Linked DNA regions of Mus musculus: all the other regions are linked to region 3. The links are chromatin contacts, called in public HiChIP or PLAC-seq and promoter capture Hi-C maps. All regions are on one chromosome and are shown on one strand. The core of a region is the stretch at or near the end of the contact, and the rest is flanking DNA. Distances in the headings are between cores, read along the strand shown. Region 1 has its middle 22 kb from the start of Entpd1. Region 2 overlaps Blnk (B cell linker). Region 3 holds the start of Ccnj (cyclin J). Region 4 overlaps Dntt (deoxynucleotidyltransferase, terminal).

Region 1 (2,805 bases), core at 219-2,718, 190 kb after region 3:
AAGAAGAGCCCTTGGGAGGAAAAAAATTGGTTCAAAAGGAGTTACTGCCATGCACAAGCAACAGTGAGGTTGGGTATGTGGGGGAGGGAGCCACAGATCAACCGTACCTTTGGTTAGAGTGGTAGTACCAGTGAGTGTCAGGAGCGGAAGAATAAGTGCCTGAACCCACTCTCTCCCTCACCTTGACTGCACCCCCTTTGACGCACTTCTGCTTTTTGTTTTGTTTGGGGGGGTTGTTTGTTTGTTTGTTTGTTTTTGTTTTTTCAAGACAGGGTTGCTCTGTGTAGCCCTGGCAGTCCTAAACTCAATTTGCAGACCAAGCTGGCCTTGAACTCTCAGAGATCTGCCTGCCTCTGTCTCTGAGTGCAGGGATTAAAGACATGTATGGCCAAGGCCAGCATCTGTTTGATGTCTTTCATCTGGCTGGCCAACTAGGAAACAGAAAAGGTGGAGGCAGAGCGAGCAGAGAACACCCAGGGCTTCTGCATTCTCACATTTCCACATTTCCACATTTAAAACCTCAAACAGCCCTGTGCGGCTACATGGATGGCTTGCGTATGTATTAGCTAAAACCAGTGAACCTGGAGAGGACCTAGGAAGCATCTCTTGGCAGCCTAAGAAACTGAAAGAGAAATTCTACATAGAAATTTGCATTCTCGTTCTGGCTCGGTCCACTTGTTGAATCTTTGGCAGGTGAGTCTGTTTTCTCCCTCTTCTAATGGGGCAGGTCCTGTTGACCTAAAGGAACTACTGTGAGCTGAATCTAGTGACACGCGCCTATAATCCCAGCACACAGATAGCTGAGGCAGGAGGGTCAAGGGTTTGAGACCCAAGTGTACTACATAGTAAGACAAAAGAAGGGGATGGGGGAAGGGCTGTAAGAACCGCCTGCTCCTGTGAATTCCCAGGGTGCAGTATGCGGGATCTCGTACTGTTTTACAAGGAGCAAATCCGATTTGAAATACACTCAAGAAACATATAGGATGGTGTTGTCCTGGTGTCTCTTCCATTTAGGAAAACATCTGGACGAATATTCACCATCACGGATCCTTCTCAAAGGGAGAATTTGGTGAAAATTACTTTATTTCCACTAATCTCCCCTCCCCAATAAAAAAAGAATCCATATTCTATTTATACCCCACGCAGGGACTATCACTCAAGACTGTGCACTCCTTGTCCCTCACAAGGCCTGCAATCCACTGTGAAGGTCAGGAAACCAGCAACAGGAGCCTTCTAATAGATTCACCCACTGTTTTTGTCTTTAACTTCTTTACATGGTGGTTTGCCTCAGCCAGGACTACCCAGCCAGACCAGTTTCTAATAAAGCCATCGGTTGTTTTTCTAGTTGTTTCCTTCTATTTCTTGCAGGGCGATTTGTTTTTCCAACCACTTCCTCATAGCCCTAAACAGTGAGGGCCCTGTGACAGTCCGGTGACAGTCCAGTGACGCATCTCTAACCATGGTCCTTCCTTGGTCCACTTCTCTTTTAATGGCCACAGTGGAGGCTCCACTAGAGGACCACTAGAGGACTACTCAGCCCAACATCACCTGTGCTTCGACAACCAAAGCCAGTGAATTAGCAAAATTACCATTATCTCTCCCTGGCGATTTCAACGGTTCTGCTTTCCTATAGATGGAGAACTAGGGTACACTATGCATGAAGCAGCCTCAGCTCACACCCAGTGTGGCATCACTGCTTAGCTGGTCCTGCCCGGCTGGTTTTTTGTTTTGTTTTGTTTTTCCAGAAAGTAGCTTTGGGAAAGGAGAGTGCTTGTAAATGTGCCACCTCTTGGGTAAACAAGCATTTGCCATTCTTTGTCATCCAAGACAAAGTAGAGGAAGGTGGAAAGTTAATGTCATTACAAAATACAGGAGTTCCTAGGAGGGAATGCAAAGGTGCCATTCTCCCATTGTTTCAAGTCTCCCGCAGTGGGCGGGGTGCAGGAAGACTTAGAATGTCGGGAAGGAAAGGGGCTGCCCTTTTCAGTAAAGCAGGTCTACTGGGCTTTGCTGTGGAGCTGCTATCTCTGCTTCAGGCTGCGACACATTATCACACCATCTTGAGGAAGCAGACACTGGCCTCCTGAACTCTGCTAAGGAGCTATCAGATGGCTGCAGCTCCAGCCTGACAGCCCAGCAAAACCCAGACTCATTCAGTCAGTTAAGTTACACTGCTGGTCAAATAACTTTGAAAAAAACCCTCCAGGTGAGCCAGGTGTGGATAATCTTACCATGTGGGAACTAAAGGCAGGAGGGTCCGCATCAGCTACCTAGTGAGTTCCAGACCAGCCTAGACCACATGAGACCCTGGCTGAAAACCAAACCAAACAAAAAAACAAAAGCAAAATGTCACCGGTTTAGGGAGAGTAAGGCAGGGACACTGAGTTTGAACTTGCTTGTTACTAGTAATGGGCTACATAGAAAAAGCCTTTAAAATGTCTCCAGTTAGGGGGAGCTAAGTCATTTTCCAGAGATAACGTTCAGCATCCACAGTATGTTTTCTGTAGACTGCCAGTAGGAACACAACCTTAAGTGCTACAATTACAATATACGTTTTTTTTAAAAAAAAAAAAAAAAAAGATTGAGAATTCAAGCAATAAGAAATAAATTCAGCCCTAAACCTTACAAGACTATTAGTCTTACATTCTCAAACTAGATTGGTCCAAATGACAAACTAACATAAAGATTTGGGGGGTGGGGTGGAAATTGAAGGAACTTAAATTTGCACGGAATGTCTAGGTGACTATTCTGGTGTTCGTATAACTGCCATTTTAAATGTGAAAGTTTCAGCTTGGCACTAGCTTT
Region 2 (3,157 bases), core at 216-2,715, 130 kb before region 3:
AAAAAAAAAATGGGCAAATGTCCAGAAATGTCCCTTGACAAAGGCAGGCCTAGGTAAAGGGCCCCACTGTTCTGCTCCTGCGGGACTTATCTTTTGTGCTTTAGGTTAAGCTTTCTGAGAAAGAGATGAAAAAAAATGACAATATGGCTGTAATTACTGTTCAAGGCCCACAGAAAAGCAGCCAGTTTTGGCGCCCGTGGGCAGTCAGCTCAGGGGGCTAAGGACAGACAGTACATGTGCCTGTGGGTCAGCCAGAGCTGGCCAGCTGGATTCATGCTTTTTGCTCTGTGTCCCTCTCCTGTTACAGACAGCCCTGCAGATGAAGAGGAGCAGTGGTCAGATGACTTCGTGAGTGTTTGCTCCTGGGATCAGGAGGGTACCAGCCTTTCGAGGAGACCTCTTCAATGGCTTCTTTCTGAACCACACTCTGAAGGCTAGCTGAGCAACACGGGGATGGGGGGTGGGTCTCAGAAGGGCTGAAGAGCCTCCTCTTGGTAGGTGGCAGTGACCTCGCTGAGAGCTCACTTGACCCAGTGCTCATCAAAAGTCAGGCTGAACGCTTTTACATATAACCTTTCTCTATTCTACCATGGCCCTGGGAGGTAGATAGATTACCCCATTCTTTGAGCTCACAGACTCACAAAACCAGAAGTAACACATGCATTTAAATACTCTGTACTAATAGGCATACTTCTGACCTAAGCTGCCCAGTGCTCTCTTACTCTCTGACACCAGGCAGGAGAGCCGCCAAAACAAAGAGTTAACGCCAGAGCTGGTACTCACATCTAATCTCAGTACTTGGGAGGCTGAGGCAGGAAGACTTGAGAGTTTAAGGCCAGTCTGGGTTACTTGGAGTGTTTGAGGCCAGGCTACTAAGCAAGCAAAACTCTATTTTCTAACAGAGTTCTGGCTAGAACCAGAAAGGAGCATTTCATTAACTTAGAGTTTCCAAACTCAAACCTGGGTCTCAGAACCAGGCTGTCAGCTACCAGGGTACCTGTTAGGACCAAAAGAACATCAGCTGTGCTTCCTAGGTCACGGAGTGAGAAAGAGGGACCTAGCCATAGTGACCCTGGCAGGTCACTATGATGGGAGCTGAGTCTAAAGTTTTCTTCAACATTGTTGTATCCATCCACAATGTACCTTCCACAATGTGCTCTGATCTGAGTTTCGATCTGTGAGGAACCCTAAACACACCCCCACCTCATTTATAAGGAAGCGGAGGTCAGGAGGACAGACTGACATTTCCACTGTCCCTCACGGGGACGACGCAGAATGAAGACTTCCAGGCCAGTGTCTAGAATCGAATCTGTGTTCACCACCTGGATGTGGTCTTTAGGACAGCAGTTCCTCCTCCTTCAACCGCAGAAAAAGAAAAGAAAAATAAGGGGAAGGGTGATCTCATTGCGGGTCACTGGGGCATGAAGTTCCCCCTAGAACCCAGTGTAGCGGAAACCAGAGTGTCGGGGGTGCGCCCCCTGCTGGCTTCAGCGCAAGATCACATCTGCGGCTGGGAGGGAGAAGACAGCTTGCTGGCTGAATTAAGAATTTGAAAGACAGCAAAGGATAGGTATATGGGAGGGTTTGAAGAGAGAAGGGGGAGGGGAAACGGTCTAATTATATTATAATCTCAAGAAATAAAAGAAGTAATCTTTACAGAGAAGGTATAGGTCGAGGAGTACAAAGTAAAAATTAACCCGGAGAATAGGGATCGACCTACCCTGAAGTTAAACAGCCAAGATTAACAAGGATTGGTTAAATTCCCCTAGCGGTTATTTTTACTTTGGTGGGTCTCCGCTGCAGATAGTATGAAACACAGGCTTGTTCCTAAAGCCTTTATGCCCGACAGAGGAACCCCGTTATAACATCCCAACAGAAAGGAGACAAGTGTCTGTCTCTGCACTGGAAAGTCCTGTGTGATCATGGCAGGAGCTGGGTGAAGCAGGCAGAAACAGACAGTCTCCATCAGTCTCCATCAACCTCCACTTCCTGTCCTCTGCCTCCGCTGGAACCCCTCCTGCCTCCTAAGGTGGGATCCGCTCACTAGACAGCACCTGCAGGGTACCAAGCACGATGCTTACATTTGCAGGACAGTGACTATGAAAATCCAGATGAACATTCGGACTCCGAGATGTATGTGATGCCTGCCGAGGAGACGGGCGACGATTCCTATGAACCGCCTCCCGCTGAGCAGCAGACACGGGTGGTCCATCCAGCCCTGCCCTTCACGAGGGGCGAGTATGTAGGTGAGGTCGCTGTGGACGCTGGGACCACAGGATGGGGGAGATGGGCAAACAGCTGCTGCCTGAGGGTCCCCTGTCTGTCTCCACTCTCCCTTCGGAGCAGCAGTACAGGAGCAGGCAGGTGCACAGTGGGGTGGGGGGGGGGGGACGGGGGGGCGGGGGAGGGAGCATTGAACAGATTATCTGAACTGATAAAAAAATGTACCCTAAGAATTGCTCTCCCCACCCCTGCCCTCATAGCCCCACAAGAAGTCAACCCAGACATTAGTCCTGTTTCTCCTAGGATTTCCTTCATCCAGGACTCTGGAGCTTCTGAGAAGCCCACATAGAATAATGGTGTCCTTCAAGGACCCAAGTGTCCACCACAAAAGCCCCCTCTTTGTTCTGGTCCAGACAGCTTTGCACACAGGCCACCTAAACTGTGGATGTCCACTAGGTAGTGTGTGTGTGTGTGTGGGGGGGGGTGGTCGGTGAGCCCTGGGCCTGCAATCAACCTCTTAGGTCAGCCGACACTGCACAATCTGGCTTTGAGGCATGCCTCTGGTGGTCCATCAAGAAGTCTAGCATGGTAGCACAGGTCTATAATCCTAGCTGGTGGGTGAGGATGAGGCGGTAGGATCCCAAGTCTGAAGGCTGGGCAATTTAACAAGACCACACCTCAAAATAAAAAGTTAAAACCCAGAACATAAACAAAGAGACAAAATCCAGGCTGTTGAGTGTTGCTCAGTGGTAGAGTTCTTACCTAGCTTGTATAAGGTCTCAGGAGGAACGGTAAAATCATTTCTGTTCTCATCATAGCAAGGGACCAGGAGATTCCCTGAAGGCAGGGATATTGAGTGTGTTCATAACCAGGGTAGTGTTTGCGTGTGTGCGGCAAGATTATCCTCACTGTTGTCAACAGCCTCTCTCCACAG
Region 3 (2,848 bases), core at 170-2,669:
AAGGAATAGCTCCCTCCACCTTAAGGCTTTTTGTATAGCCTGGATTTGAAGGACCAAGGAACAGTAAGTTATCACATAGCTCTTACACTGTTCTAAGTTCCTGCACAGTACATACTTAACAGATTTCACAATCACCCCATAAGGACGTTCTGTCGTTGTTATTTCTCCTTTTACAGACGAGGAAACTGAGAAAGAGAAAATTAAGTTGTCCGAAGTCTCAGAGCAGGTTTGGGGAAAGGTTGGAGAACTGAGTTATGTACAGGGCTTACACCAGCTTCATGCAACAGCATGTACGAAACAAGGAGGGCTGTTCACTCACACACAGACACAGACAGACAGACAGACAGACACACACACACACACACACACCCATGGTCGACCTGGCAACATCGGAACACCATCCACCTTCCTTCTCCCAACTACCACGCCCCAGTCTTCTCCACATTTACAGGTTCTTCGGATGCAGCCCAGGGAAGGAAGAAGTTAATTAACTTTGACAAATGAGCAAACTCGCCTTCTCTGGCCTGGAAGGTAGAGAGTAAAGAACCTGACTGGCCTTTCCAGGAAGCACAAGAGCCGGGATGGGGAAAGTCGGGTCTCGGGAGTTACCTTGTACCGAAGCGCCTGGTGAATATCCGCAGCCAGCTGTCCTCGCCACCACTGCCCCTCCAGCTCCATGGAAGCCGGAGGTGCGCCCGGCCAGACGCCGCAACTTCAGTCTGGAAGACACGCCCCAGACGCGGTCACGGCCAGCAACTCCCCCCCCCCCCAGTCCCCCCGCGATCCTCCGCGCCCCCTCCTCCAGGGATGCGATCTCAGGTCACCCCGTGCGGCTGCTCCTCTTCACCTGACCCGACCCCGAGCCATCTTCCAACGCCAGCAAGGCCTGATCTACCCAGTCGTCTGCAATCGCCCGCTGCAAGAACTGCAGAAAGGTGCGAGCTCTGAAAGCTCCGGGCGGGACGGCCCACCTCGGGCTCTCCGAGTTCTGGGTTCGACCTCAGCCGCCTGCACTTAGGCGCGGGAGCCCTGACATTGTCAGAACGTCGCCGGAATGGAGAGTGACCAGCGCGCGACACCAGGTCCGCGCCGACAGCCCCGCACGCTCCACCACCCTGGGGGTCTGCGGTGCGCCCGCCGCAGCGCGGACCCGGAGCGGCAAACAAAAGGCCGGGCGGGCGGCCGTGCTCCGCGCCTCGCTTCCCCTCGCCTCGCTGCGCTCCCGCAGGCCTGCCCGGCCCACGCGGTTTCTTACCCGGAACCGCGGCCCTCAGAGCCCCAGCCCGGCCGGCGTGCACGGGGCGCCGGCAGCGTTCATGCCGCGGACCGTCGGCCGCGAAGCCCCCGCCTCAGCTAGGGCCCAGCACCCGGGCGCTCGCGCCGCCCATTGTTAAAGGACCGGCAGGCGGCTCGCCGTACAAAGCCAGCGCCGGGGCACGGGCCGCCCCGCGCTGCCAATCGGCTCTCGCGATACAGCGGGGTCGCGCCTCGCCGTCCAATCGGCGGCCGGGCCGAGCCAGGTGCTACTCCGTCTCCCGGGCCCCTGCCCGGTGCCGGGCGGTCTCGCTCTGCAGCCTCCGCGGTCTGTCGGCGCCCGAGGGCCGCTCACCTGCAGAGAATCTTTGATGGGTCCCGGGTGCTGGCAAAGAAAGATGCGATGTCTCAGCCCCGGGATTAAAACTTGGCAGCGCGGATCTGGCCCGCTGTCTCACTTCCGAGGGGCTGCTCTCCGGGATCCTCCCCCTACCCTAAGCCTTCCGAATGGGCTTTAGCTCTTACCAGTCCCTAAGGCGCTTTGGTTGTCGAGTTCTGCTCCAGTCTCCCCTCTAAACCCAGTACTCCTTTTAGCTCTTCTAACTCAGCTCTTCTTGTTGCTTTCACTTCGGCGATTCGCGCGAGTTGCGACTGGAATTGACATCTTTAGCAACCTGGCTTGTCAGATCCATAATGGATGTAATTGACCATCTGTGGTGGTCAAGGAAGAGACCCTAAACGGTGGGAACACTCCAGCGTCAATTGAGGCGATTGGCTGGGGCTGGAAATGTAACAGAAACCCCATCAGTTGTATTTGAGAGTGTCTGGAGGACCACCCCAAAAGAAGTAGATGGGTTCCCTCAATTTTCCAGAGACTGTAAAGCGACTTCCTTCAATATTTAAACATAAATCATGAGACCTCACCCCTTACTTTGAATATTTTGTTTAGAAAGAGGAAGAGTGACAAAGGGCTAGTACAGAAAAGGATGAGTGCACACTTCGGGAGCATGGCTTATCACCCTGGTATTTGCATCCATCCCGGAAGGGCTGCTGCAGACCCCTGTGTGACAGTGTTATACAATGCCTGGGGAGAGCAGGGGTTCAGGAAATGATGGGAAGAAACTGGAAGCATGCACGTGAAAATTGGCAGAACCCAGCCTAGCCCGGTGCATTTCGGGAAGAGACTACTAGTAGAGGGAAAGGACGTTATCTGGCTAAAATTTCCATGTCATTTATGGTATTTAAGTAGTACTCAGTTTCCAATTCACGACTACTAAGCAGCTTTTGGCTTCCAAATGATTTAGGGTCCAGGCCTTTCTTAAGAACCTTTTCAGAAAAGTGGGTCACAGACTATAATTGCCTATGCGATCCTGTAATAAGCAGGTTGTCCTACAGTCTACTTTGAACACGTTGTTTGCCGGGAGAGACCGGTTCAGAAATCATGTATTATTCTAGACTTAGATGGCTCTTTATAAGATGCCAGTATTCATCCTTGTTCATGCCTGTGTATGTCTCTGGTGGTCTCTCTAGAGTCTACATTCCTAAAAGGAATTTCGGTCTTACTATTTTTTTCATCCCTTTAGAGTGAGCTGGG
Region 4 (3,208 bases), core at 346-2,845, 220 kb before region 3:
ACGTTAAGGTCCTTTCCTCTTTGATGTCCACTCATACTGAGATTCTGTGAAGAGTCACCTGCCCCGGAATTACATCTGTCATGATCAAAAGTATATCCTGAGGTTTCAGGGAGCAAATCTGAAGCCTAGGACAAGTGACCAGCAAACACTAGAAACAAGGACAGTGAATCACAAATACTGCTGCTGGTTTCCTAAGAGAAACCTGGAAAGTTCCCAGGTCCAGAACTTTGTCTTTCCCCCTGGGATTAGGCAAAACATTGGGACAGTCGCACCCTCTAGCAGTAAGAATTCATTTCCTCTCTGCTGGAAAGTTTCTGGGACTGCCTCCCAGAAGCCCTTTACAGAAGCAGCTGTAGGTGGAACCAGCTTTGTGTAACAATTGCTGAGGAAGCAGATTTGCTTAGCGCTGGTCTGGGAAGTTGTGGGTCCTGCTTAGCTCACCCCAGCTCTTGACTGGCAGTGTCTTCCCACAGCTAACACTGGTTCCCAGCAACTGGAGAGGCTGGAGGTGTAATGGGGGTTGGTTATATGCAGTCAATGATGGGCTACTCCCGGTTCCCTGCCCTGCGTGGTTTGGGAGTGAGAAACATTCCTGAACTCCTCGGCCAAGGCCAAGAGTGTTTCTGTGGTGCAGAGAGAAATTCAGTTCACCTGCCAAATACCTGCAGAGTGCCAGTTCCTCCAGAGCAGAATCTAGCTGGGCAACAAATGGTTTATAATAACAAGAAATAAGAAAACTATGGGCCCATAGGAAGCCAGTGCTGCATCCAGACTGAGCAGGGCTTCCATGGTGAGCATCACTGAACGAGGGCTCGAAGGAGGTGATTAAAAACCAAAATGGCTGCAGAATGGCCAAGAGAGTTGTGCTGTGTGGGATAGCTTTGTGTCAACTTGACACATGCTTGAGTTATCTGAAAGGGGACAACTTAAATTGAGAAAATGCCTTGGTAAGATCCATCTGTAGGATCTTTTCTTAATTAGTGATTAATGAGAGAAGGCCCAGTCTATTGTGGATGGTACCTTCTTTGGGCTGGTGGTTCTATGAGAAAGCAGGCTGAGTAAGCCAAGGAGAGCAAGCCAGTAAGCCGCACTCCTCCATGGCCTCTGCATCAGCTTGTGCCTCCAGGTCCTTGCCCTACCTGAGTTCCTGTCCTGACTTCCTTTGATGATGAACAGTGATAAAGAAATGTCAGTAAAATAAACCCTTACGTCTCCAAGTTTCTTTGATCGTGGTATTTTGCCACAGCTATCATAACTCTAACTAAGGAATCCAGTCTTTTCCTGAGCCCCAGAGGCTACAGGGCAACAGACGCTTAACAGGAGCCTGGCATGACATCTAAGAGGAGTGGATGGACTGCTGTCCCAGCGAGTCCTCCACAGAGCCCTGTGAGGTTAGCGAGGTTAGCCATTGTTAGAGAGAAGGCTGGAGGAGTGTTATTTACGTGAAAGCAGCGCAACCCGGGACAGAGCAGCTTCAGCCTCTTGAATCCCGAAGTTTCTTTTTTAAACCCTCACTAGTTTCTTAGAGCAGCATTGGAGTCGACTACCCTGCAGCTGTGCACTGCTGCCCCCAGAGGGCGCCACTCCCGTCTATCTTATAGGCTTTAGGAAGGTGTCCAAGATCACCGAAAGAGGCAGGGTTGGGTCCTTCTGTAGGTCTAGGACCCAAATCCATCTGAGTTACTCACCACCCTGCCACTTCCTGGGTTTCAGTAGCTCTCACCTGAGATACCTCTCAGTCACCTAGGGGGTTTTACAAACATCCGTGTCAGAGCTTAACTGCCTAGAGCCTCTGATGTAGTGGTAGGTATACAGTGAAGAATTTATAAATCTAACCTGTCCCCAGGTAAGGCCACTGCTGCTGGCTTGGTGAACCATACATTGGGAATCTAAATGAATCTAACTCGTGTGAACATGTGCCCATACCATGCCCCAGTTTAGAGGCTTGGGGGCATGGTCCCTTAGTTCTCTCAGCCTTCTGCCCCACAACGGAAGCTTTCTTCCCCTGAGCCAGGAAAGCTAGTAGCAGACAGCTCTTACTCTGGAGCCGGTCCATCCAAGCAGGGCGAAGGCCCGGCGATCATAGGGGCACATGACCAGATCTACACGGATGGCCTTCCAGCCCTTTCCTTCCTGCTGGCCGCTCTTCTCGCTGTGCACTCTCCCGTGGTCCAGCTTCAGAATCAGGAAGCATTTCTGGAAATGGTCGAGAGCATCCACCTTCCTGCTGGGCTGCTTGAACTTTTCAAAGGTTGACTCTAAGATGTCGCAGTACAAAAGCAACCCCTGAAAAGCAATGGGAGGGTTTAGAAAGGGTCCTAGGGGGCTGGGGGTGGGGCACCCATGTGATATTACAGTGCTCTCAAGAGAGCCTCTTCAGAGCTGAACAAATGGGGATGCATTTTTTGTTCTTCCTCATCCAGCATCTGGGAGAGGAGGTAATACATGATTCTCTCCACAGAAAGGCTGAGCTCAAAGTCCCCAATAAGAAAACCTCAGAGCCTCCATCTCTCCTTGTTTGCTTCTGAGGGACAACTTTGCTCCTTGAAAAGCAAAGCCACGGTGAACAGAAATTCACACTGTTCCCTGCATGTCGGTTGTCTGGACTGGGTCAAAAGGTTGTGTCTGAAATTCCAGACCCAGTGTGGGGCATGGTGACCTGTTACATCTGTTGTTGTGTTGTTTTTGCAATGCTCAGGGTTGAACCTGCTAGCTATGCACTCTACCACTGAGTACACCCCAGCCCTGAAAGAACTCTCTCTCCATCTCGGAGGCAGTGAAAGAAGGCCCACGAAGCCTGCTTTATCTCAAGTTTCTATCCAGAAAGTTAATAAGTAATTCAAGGGAATGTTAGGCAAGCACCAGCCCCTAGGGGTTCCTGTGCTGCACACGGGGTGGGGGTGGGGGGTAGCACTTGGCTGGTGACAGATGGGACATTCTTGGGTGAATTGATCCTGAACTTGGCGAGGCTTTGACTGGGGCGTTCCATCTGATTCTGGGTGCTGTCTGTAGTGGAGCCTGGTACCACCTCAGACGTGGTCCTAGCTTTCCAGGCCAGCTTTCTGTTGGGTTTCCCCTACTGTTTGCAGTTTCCTTTCCTGTCCCCACGTCCCTCAGTGTGATTTATCTCCTCTGGAACTGCTCTGAGGTTGGGCTCAGGCTCGGCCATGGCTGCCCAGGGTTGTCTTCCTATTAGAAGATCAGTGGC

Evidence for each region. Promoter capture Hi-C pulls out the DNA fragments that hold promoters and counts their contacts. HiChIP or PLAC-seq counts read pairs in DNA pulled down with a chosen protein or histone mark.
Region 1: an H3K27ac HiChIP or PLAC-seq map of microglia shows a contact between it and region 3, with 5 times the contacts expected there. The contact joins the enhancer-like site here to the promoter of Ccnj in region 3. A contact is called at or near these places in 2 of 39 promoter capture datasets (the C10 cell line and the HPC-7 cell line), 1 of 484 Hi-C or Micro-C datasets (myeloid progenitors), 1 of 115 datasets of contacts at active chromatin or transcription factors (microglia) and 1 of 9 other capture datasets (liver).
Region 2: an H3K4me3 HiChIP or PLAC-seq map of the 230-238 cell line shows a contact between it and region 3, with 21 read pairs. The contact joins the enhancer-like site here to the promoter of Ccnj in region 3. A contact is called at or near these places in 4 of 39 promoter capture datasets (the C10 cell line, epiblast stem cells and pre-B cells), 3 of 484 Hi-C or Micro-C datasets (embryonic stem cells, nephron progenitors and pre-B cells), 4 of 115 datasets of contacts at active chromatin or transcription factors (the 230-238 cell line, large pre-B cells and neural tube) and 1 of 9 other capture datasets (adipose tissue).
Region 4: a contact with region 3 is called in a promoter capture Hi-C map of the C10 cell line. The contact joins the enhancer-like site here to the promoter of Ccnj in region 3. A contact is called at or near these places in 7 of 39 promoter capture datasets (the C10 cell line, the HPC-7 cell line, HPC-7-derived erythroid cells and 3 more), 1 of 15 datasets of contacts at CTCF or cohesin (large pre-B cells), 3 of 484 Hi-C or Micro-C datasets (B cells, double positive thymocytes and large pre-B cells), 8 of 115 datasets of contacts at active chromatin or transcription factors (bone marrow-derived macrophages, double positive thymocytes, embryonic stem cells and 2 more) and 1 of 9 other capture datasets (embryonic stem cells).

Annotation. Positions count from the first base shown.
Region 1 is chr19:40,636,489-40,639,293 of GRCm38.p6, reverse strand. It overlaps a transcript of Entpd1 not described here. Among named protein-coding and RNA genes, the nearest start is that of Entpd1, 22 kb to the left of the region's middle. Within about 2 kb of position 1,468, at least 61 of the 459 cell types and tissues checked have an H3K27ac peak or open chromatin away from gene starts, as enhancers often do. A contact at or near this core is called in the HPC-7 cell line, liver and microglia, where this site is marked.
Region 2 is chr19:40,961,434-40,964,590 of GRCm38.p6, reverse strand. Blnk (B cell linker) reads left to right here. Exons shown (of 17, transcript NM_008528.5): 4 at 308-348; 5 at 2,090-2,246. Among named protein-coding and RNA genes, the nearest start is that of Blnk, 31 kb to the left of the region's middle. Within about 2 kb of position 1,465, at least 45 of the 459 cell types and tissues checked have an H3K27ac peak or open chromatin away from gene starts, as enhancers often do. A contact at or near this core is called in the 230-238 cell line, where this site is marked.
Region 3 is chr19:40,829,850-40,832,697 of GRCm38.p6, reverse strand. It overlaps Ccnj (cyclin J), which reads right to left and starts at 1,419. Exons shown (of 6, transcript NM_172839.4): 1 at 1,256-1,419; 2 at 610-719. The coding sequence starts at 678.
Region 4 is chr19:41,052,073-41,055,280 of GRCm38.p6, reverse strand. It overlaps Dntt (deoxynucleotidyltransferase, terminal), which reads right to left. Exons shown (of 11, transcript NM_001043228.1): 9 at 2,041-2,286. Among named protein-coding and RNA genes, the nearest start is that of Opalin, 23 kb to the left of the region's middle. Within about 2 kb of position 1,595, at least 12 of the 459 cell types and tissues checked have an H3K27ac peak or open chromatin away from gene starts, as enhancers often do. A contact at or near this core is called in bone marrow-derived macrophages, where this site is marked.